2 separate regions of the Strix aluco genome follow, and region 1 is linked to region 2. The links are chromatin contacts, called in public Hi-C maps. All regions are on one chromosome and are shown on one strand. Each heading gives the region's core, a stretch centred on a gene start, on an enhancer-like site or on the middle of the called end of the contact. The rest is flanking DNA. Distances are from core to core; before and after follow the strand shown.

The links. Hi-C and Micro-C count contacts between places; a contact is called where the count stands out from the background.
Region 1: a contact with region 2 is called in a Hi-C map of brain, with 6 times the contacts expected there. The contact joins the promoter of BCAR3 here to the promoter of FNBP1L in region 2. A contact is called at or near these places in 2 of 2 Hi-C or Micro-C datasets (brain and heart).

The regions. Positions count from the first base shown.
Region 1 is chr8:19,607,199-19,610,252 of bStrAlu1.hap1, reverse strand. BCAR3 (BCAR3 adaptor protein, NSP family member) reads left to right here and starts at 1,748. Exons shown (of 14, transcript XM_074832522.1): 1 at 1,748-2,063. TRNAR-UCU (transfer RNA arginine (anticodon UCU)) reads right to left here and starts at 2,258; the gene lies at 2,174-2,258.
Region 2 is chr8:19,437,113-19,440,483 of bStrAlu1.hap1, reverse strand. It overlaps FNBP1L (formin binding protein 1 like), which reads right to left and starts at 2,043. Exons shown (of 16, transcript XM_074832521.1): 1 at 1,861-2,043. The coding sequence starts at 1,884.

The sequences.
Region 1 (3,054 bases), core at 499-2,998, 170 kb before region 2:
TTTTCCCCAAGATTAAAGGGCAGTAGGTACTGTGTTGGGTTTTCTTAGTATGTGCACCTCTTGCTGTTTTGGATGTCGGTGAAATGTTTTGTAAGGATGGTAATAATTCCTTTCTCCTGTTTCTTTATGCTCCCCTTGGTTTTGCCAGTGTTTCTTTTTCTTCTTGCCCTTGGGGCAGAGACTACCCAGTGGTTGTACAGCCCATCTCCTAGATGTCACAACCAAAAGACTATAAGGAAAAGGGATTAGGCTGACAGTGGCTGAGGTGTTGCTGGTGTGGTGCCACTAGTAGGCATGGTTAGTTTAGGAACAGAACTAAAATACTTCTCACTTTCCTCTGTTGTGCTCATTGTTCATACTTCTTCATTTTTCCTTCTTTGGAGGTCTTTAATCTTCTCTCTGCAGTCAACTTAAGTCTCCTTAAAACTGAAGGTGCCTTCTTATCATTGCTGTTTTCCATATGATAAAACTATTTTTGATCTCTTAATTATTATAGTCCTGTCTTTATCCCAGGAGCCCACCTAGGTCTTGCTGCGATTTGGAATCCTGCCATAACGCAGGTTGGAAGGGACCATGATGAGAGCTTGCCCTGCCCAGCCTCCTGCTCAAAGCAGGGTTAGACCAGGTTGCTCAGGGCTTTATACAGTCGGGTCTTGAAAACCAACAAGAATGGAGACAGCAATTTTCTCATTTTCTTTTGGACTGTAGCTCTTAACCTGCTTTTTTAGAGTATTGATTATGTAAATACTGCTTGCAACATGCGAACATGTATATGTAAAAGCCTCTGCCTTCAATTTTTTTTCACTAGGAACTAAACAAATTTTATTAAGCTATCCTTAAATACAAAAAGTGAAAGGGAAATAGTATTTGGACTGAAATGCATTGCTGGAAGTGACTGAACAAGGAGGAACATTTTGTCTTCTGTCATATGATGTGGTTGCTTTTTACAAGGTTAACGTAGAGAGGTTTTGGTTTTGCCATTTATCTGCAAATTCTGAGAAAGTCTGATGTTTCTGTAAAGGGCTATATATATTTTGTAGCTAGATGGCATTCTTGAGTGGGTTACTGTGCTGTAAAAGTGATAGTTAATGTTCCTCATGGTGGGTTTCTTTTTCAGTTATGTGGACTTTTTCCTTTATTGCTTTTAAATAAAACATTATTACAGTTCGAAAAAGACCCTGTAGTCACACATGCAGGATTAAAAATAGTTTCTAAAAGAACCCCACAAATTGATTCATTAATAATGAATCAGATGAATTTACGCAATCTTGAGAAAAATCAAGGTTTGTTTAGTGCTGCTACTGTTTTACGTTTTACCAATTTTTTTGTTTTTAAAATGGCTCATCTTCTATTTAGAGATATGTGTAAGTTAGGAAGAAAAGATGGTGTTGATTCAAGTGTTAAAATGCTTCAGTTTAGTCTACTGCATTTTGTGGGCTTGTTGCGTTGCTTGACAATAACTTTAGCCAGAAGTGTATCGCGGGCATCCCTGAGGTGCCTCCAGGAAAGACAGTTTTTATTTTTCGAGGAAAATAATTTCCGAAGACTGTCCTAGAAGGGCAGCAGCACCAGCAGGCGGGTCTGTGGGCACTGACGGGTTTCCACAGGGTTGCCGCTGCGGCGGGGCTTTGCTTCCGGGCGGCTGGTCAGGCGGGTGCTGCGGCCGCCACAGGGCCGCGCGCTGCCGCCCCCGCGGCCGGCTGCTGCCGCGCGGGCCCTGCCCGCCGCGCGGGGCTGCACGGGGCGCCGCGCGCCGCCGCCTGCGGGCCGGCGAGGGGGCGAGGAGGAGGAGGAGAGCCCTTCTCCCGCCGCTCGCCGCGGCGCCCGTCCTCGGCCCTCCACCCTTCTCGCTGGCGGTGAGGCATCTTCACGTCGCTGGGGCCCGGCGGAGGTTCGAGCGGAGACGGCCGCGGCGCTGCCACGCTCGATGGAGGCTGCGGCCGTTGTCCCCGCCCGCTCCCAGCCTTCCCCGCTCGCCGGCAGGCGGGACCGCAGAGCCGCGCTGAGGGGAGCCGGCCGCCGGGAAGCGCCAGGGCGGTTGACCGGATCGCTCCGGCGGTGAGGTAAGGGACTGGAGAGTGGGGTAAAAAGGTTTCAACCGGAAGGGGAGGGGGAAGGAAAAAAACCCGCAAACCACCAACCAAAAAAAAAAAAAAAAGGAAAAGGGCAGACACGACTCCGCCGGGACTCGAACCCGGAACCTTTGAATCCCTTCACCCTCTAGAAGTCCAATGCGCTATCCATTGCGCCACGGAGCCACCTGTTGGAGCGTTTGCACGCCGCCCATAGAGCCTGCGCGCAGCGCTCCCGGCCGGCGCCGCGCTGCCTTCCGGGGGGCTGGCCCTGGGCTCCGCGAGCAGCGGAGTTCAGGCGCCAGCGAGGAACGCTTTACCTTTTTTCTTTGTCTTTTTTTTCCTTTTTTTTTCAAACCAGTATGAGTAGGCTTAGTTCCGCTGTATAAACGAGTCTCGAGCAGCCTCTACGCGCCGCTTGAGCGCTGCCCAGGGCCGGGTCCCGGGTGGGGCCCAGAGCTCGCTGTTCAGCACTCGCCATGGGGCTACGTCATGATTTCTTGTGAAAGACTGACTTTAACTCCATCGGTAATCAGTATAAAATACTTGTCGTCATCCCACTTGAGCGTTTTTAATATTATTCCCTATCTTTGGGGGAATATAATTATATTCCACAATTGCCTTATATTGGGGAACTGCTCTGCTAAACATCTATAAATTTGCATAAGGATGTCTTTATAGGAGTCGGCCGTTTTACACAGGTGAAGGTGATACATTGATGAATTGTATCAAATGGTTTTGCTTTGACAAATACAAACATCTCTCAGATTGCAATTGTCTATAATGTGCTTTTAACAGCAGTCCACTACTTCTGGAGTAAACGTGAACATTTCAGGCAAAAACCACAGTCATAGCATCAAGGATATGGAAACTACACAGGGTCAGTTCCAAAATTACTTGGAACCAAGTTATTTTAACACTGGTGGTTTCCAGCCCTGTAGGTTTTTAGGGACAGTCTAAATACAGGGGTTTTGGTTTTGTT
Region 2 (3,371 bases), core at 794-3,293:
ATTTACAAGCTGAACAAAGAAAGTAAGATTAAGAGGTTGCCAAAATGAACAGAAATGAGTAAGCTAAAACTGTTTTCTGAAGTGATACATACTTCAGTGCTTCCAGAAGAATATTCAGTGCTCTCCTAAAATTCAAAACCCCACTCTTCCAAAACACTGACCTCCAACCTCTGATTTTAAGTATATACAAGCATGAACCACAAAGACACACTTGTGCTGCCAATATAATTCATGCTTTTTACTTACTACTTACTGTTAATATTACAACAGCTTTATATTTCAGTTGTTACAGCAGTGCTGTCAGTACTTCACAAGTGTATTTTATCTGAATTCTCATCATGCCTATAAATACTAGTTAAGTACAAGGTACTGTACAAAACACTAAAGTAACCCCTAAATATCTTTAAATCAGGCTTCTCCATGTAGTACACTCGATGCAATGCTATTACATCTTCATTTTGCATAGCCGGACACGACTTACTCAGGTGGCTTCAGGAGCTTCACTGGCCCAACTCCTATACCCCGCCCACACACTGTGACCGCAGTGCCACAGCCTGCCTTTGGCTCCCCACCTCACTCGGAGAACTAGTTGTCTCGCTGCCGAGCAGATCTTTGCTCCTCTAGAGACCAATAGCCTTGTACTAGAAACTACTGATAAAGGAATTTAATTCAACTACAAATGAAAAAAAAAAAAAAAAAAAAGAAAAAAAGTAAACGATAGGTCCAAGTTAAGAGTTCCTGAACAGACTTCAAGCTGCAATGTTTAGCCCTCTACAATTTATTTTTTCTGAGCTTTGTCTGTGCTTCACAGCCTTTAAAAGCAAATACACGAAGGGCAGGCAGCATTTAAAACGGGGACGACGTTAAACCTTCCCTGGTACTTTTTTTTTTTTTTTTGGTTAAGCTTTCCCACGATCAGTGTCAGCTCCAGTTATAGCAGCAACATTAGGAAATCCGACAAGAGAAAATAAAACATCCCATAACTGCCTGCGAGCAGGCAATCACTGTGCTTCACTCCGGCAGATTCCCTCGGGAGAAGCCCCTTCTTTATTGCCCTTGGCACTGCCAAAAACCCTTCAGAGGAGGAGGGGAGGTTGAAGAAAAGATCTAACGCAGCGCAGCCACAGGCCCACAGACACTGTCTGTCTCCTTGCTGCCAATTCTTCGTATTTTTTAAAAAAAAGAAATACAATACAGTATTAGCCAATGCTCTGGGTTGCCTTTAGAGACAAAGCTATACAATAGCTGCTTCCAATTAGGGGCGACAGCTCAAAACGCTCCTCTCGTCACAGCAGCCCGGCGGTTTTCGGGAGAGCAGCAGCGCTGCGCCCGCCCGGCCCCGCCGCCCAGAGGGGACCCGGAGCGGGCCGCGGCCCCGGCCCCAGCCCGAGCCGCGCCGGGACCCCGCCCCACGCCACCCCCAAGCACGCCGCCGGCCCCCGCCGCCTCGCACCGAGCGCCCTGCCCTCCTCTGCCCGGGGAGGAAGGCGGGGGGCGCGCACAAAGGAGCGCGACCGGCCGCGGCCGTTACCGGGCGAACGGCGGAGGGCGAGGCGGCGCGCGCCCACCCCCCGCCCCCGGCCGGCCCGCGCCATGGCCGCGCGCGCGCGCGCGCCCGCACCCCGGACGAGGCGCTCCCCGACCCGCCGCCCCCTCCCCAGCCCTTACGCCGCCCCCCGCATCTCGACCCCCCCCGCCCCCCGCCAACCTCCCCCGCCCGGTGCCCGCCGCCCCAGCGCCGAACAAAGCGCCTCGGCGACCGCCTCGGCCCCGGCCGCTCGGCGCCTCCCCCGGGGAAGCCGCCGCAGACAAGGGAAGGCGCCGAATCCCAGACACAATGAGAGGCGAGCCGGGACTCACCCACAGCTCCGTGCCCCAGCTCATGGCTGCTTCGCGGGCAGCGCCGGCTCCAGCAGAGGCGACGGCGGGGAGGAGGCGTCGGGCGTCGGCCGGAGACGGGGTCCCGCCGGGGAGCGCCGGTGCCCTCGGTCACTGGGGAGAGGCGGCGGCAAGGAACGACGTCGCTCCCAGCTCCGGCTCCGCCTGGCTCGGGGAGGGGGGGGCGCAGCCGCGAAGGAGACTGGGAGAGGGGCGGGCCCGGCTGAGGCGGCAGCGGGGGGACGGGACGGGGTGAGGCCGCCGCTCCCGAGGCGCCACGCGCACCCCGGAGCCTCCCACGGCCGTGGGTCGGCGGGGGGTCCCGGCGCGGCGCAGTCCCCGTTACTCATGAACGAGGAGGAGGGGGCGCCTGGCGGGAGGCGGCAACGAGGCCCCGGGTCTTTGTATCCCGCCCGGCTGCGAGGCCTCCTCACCTCCCCCCGGGAAAGCGCTGACTCACGCCCGGGAGAGGCGGGAGGCGCACCCGCCGCACCTGGCACGGTGGCAAAAAAGAGAAAGAAACAAGGAAGGCTTTTTTTTTTTTTTTTTTTTTAAACCCCACAGGTGTGTAAGTAAATCCTAAATGGAGAAGCTAGGAAATGCGAGGCATGTGATGGAGTAGTTCGATGAATCATATCGTTGAATGACTATAACAGGGAGTTTCCTCAACAACTGGAAAAGGAAGGATGTTAAATCCTTGTCAAAGGATTATTTTTTTCCACCAAAGTGTCTGTTACGAAGCTACTAACAGCAAAGGCTCAGAAAGCCACCTGAAGTCCCCCTCTCAAGGCATCAATTTCTTGTTTTTTCTCTCATTTTTACTTAATCATTTTTATAGGCTGCAACAAAAACTCAGTGAAAATACTGCTGTCTTCAGTCTCTAGACCATGAAACTTAAAGTTTATGATTTAGTTTTCACTAAAAACGACTTAAATCCATTTTTTCATTTCCAAGTCACCTTTCAGGTAATGTTCCTTTGCATCGTGCTTAATTTCAGTTTAGTCCCACTTTCCATATGAAAGGAAAATGCAGGTTGTTCTAGGTGGATATGAAATTACTGTATTCAAATAATATTAACATCGGAATTTATCAAAATAAGCAAGTGATCACCAGATCACCAACTTCATTTCTGGAGTGAAATATTTAGTCACATTACGCAAGAAATGCATTTGGGTCTGTGGGGATCCACAAAATGAATAAATACGTCACATGCTGCGGTGGCCTATGTGTATGTTTTAGCAAGCTGGTGGTCATTGAACCTCCAAATTTTAGACTCTTAAGATTAAATTCCACACTTGGGCACACTTCAGTTGAACTGACACATTATTAACTCTAGATTGCATGCATTACTGAAAATACCACGCAGAATACATGTTGAGGATTCTAGTACTGAAGCAGAAATAAATTAATGGTAAAAATAATTAATAAATATATATTTGAATTAACATGCCTTTCAGGATTAGGAAAGAATAATTTCCATTAAATGCTGTAAA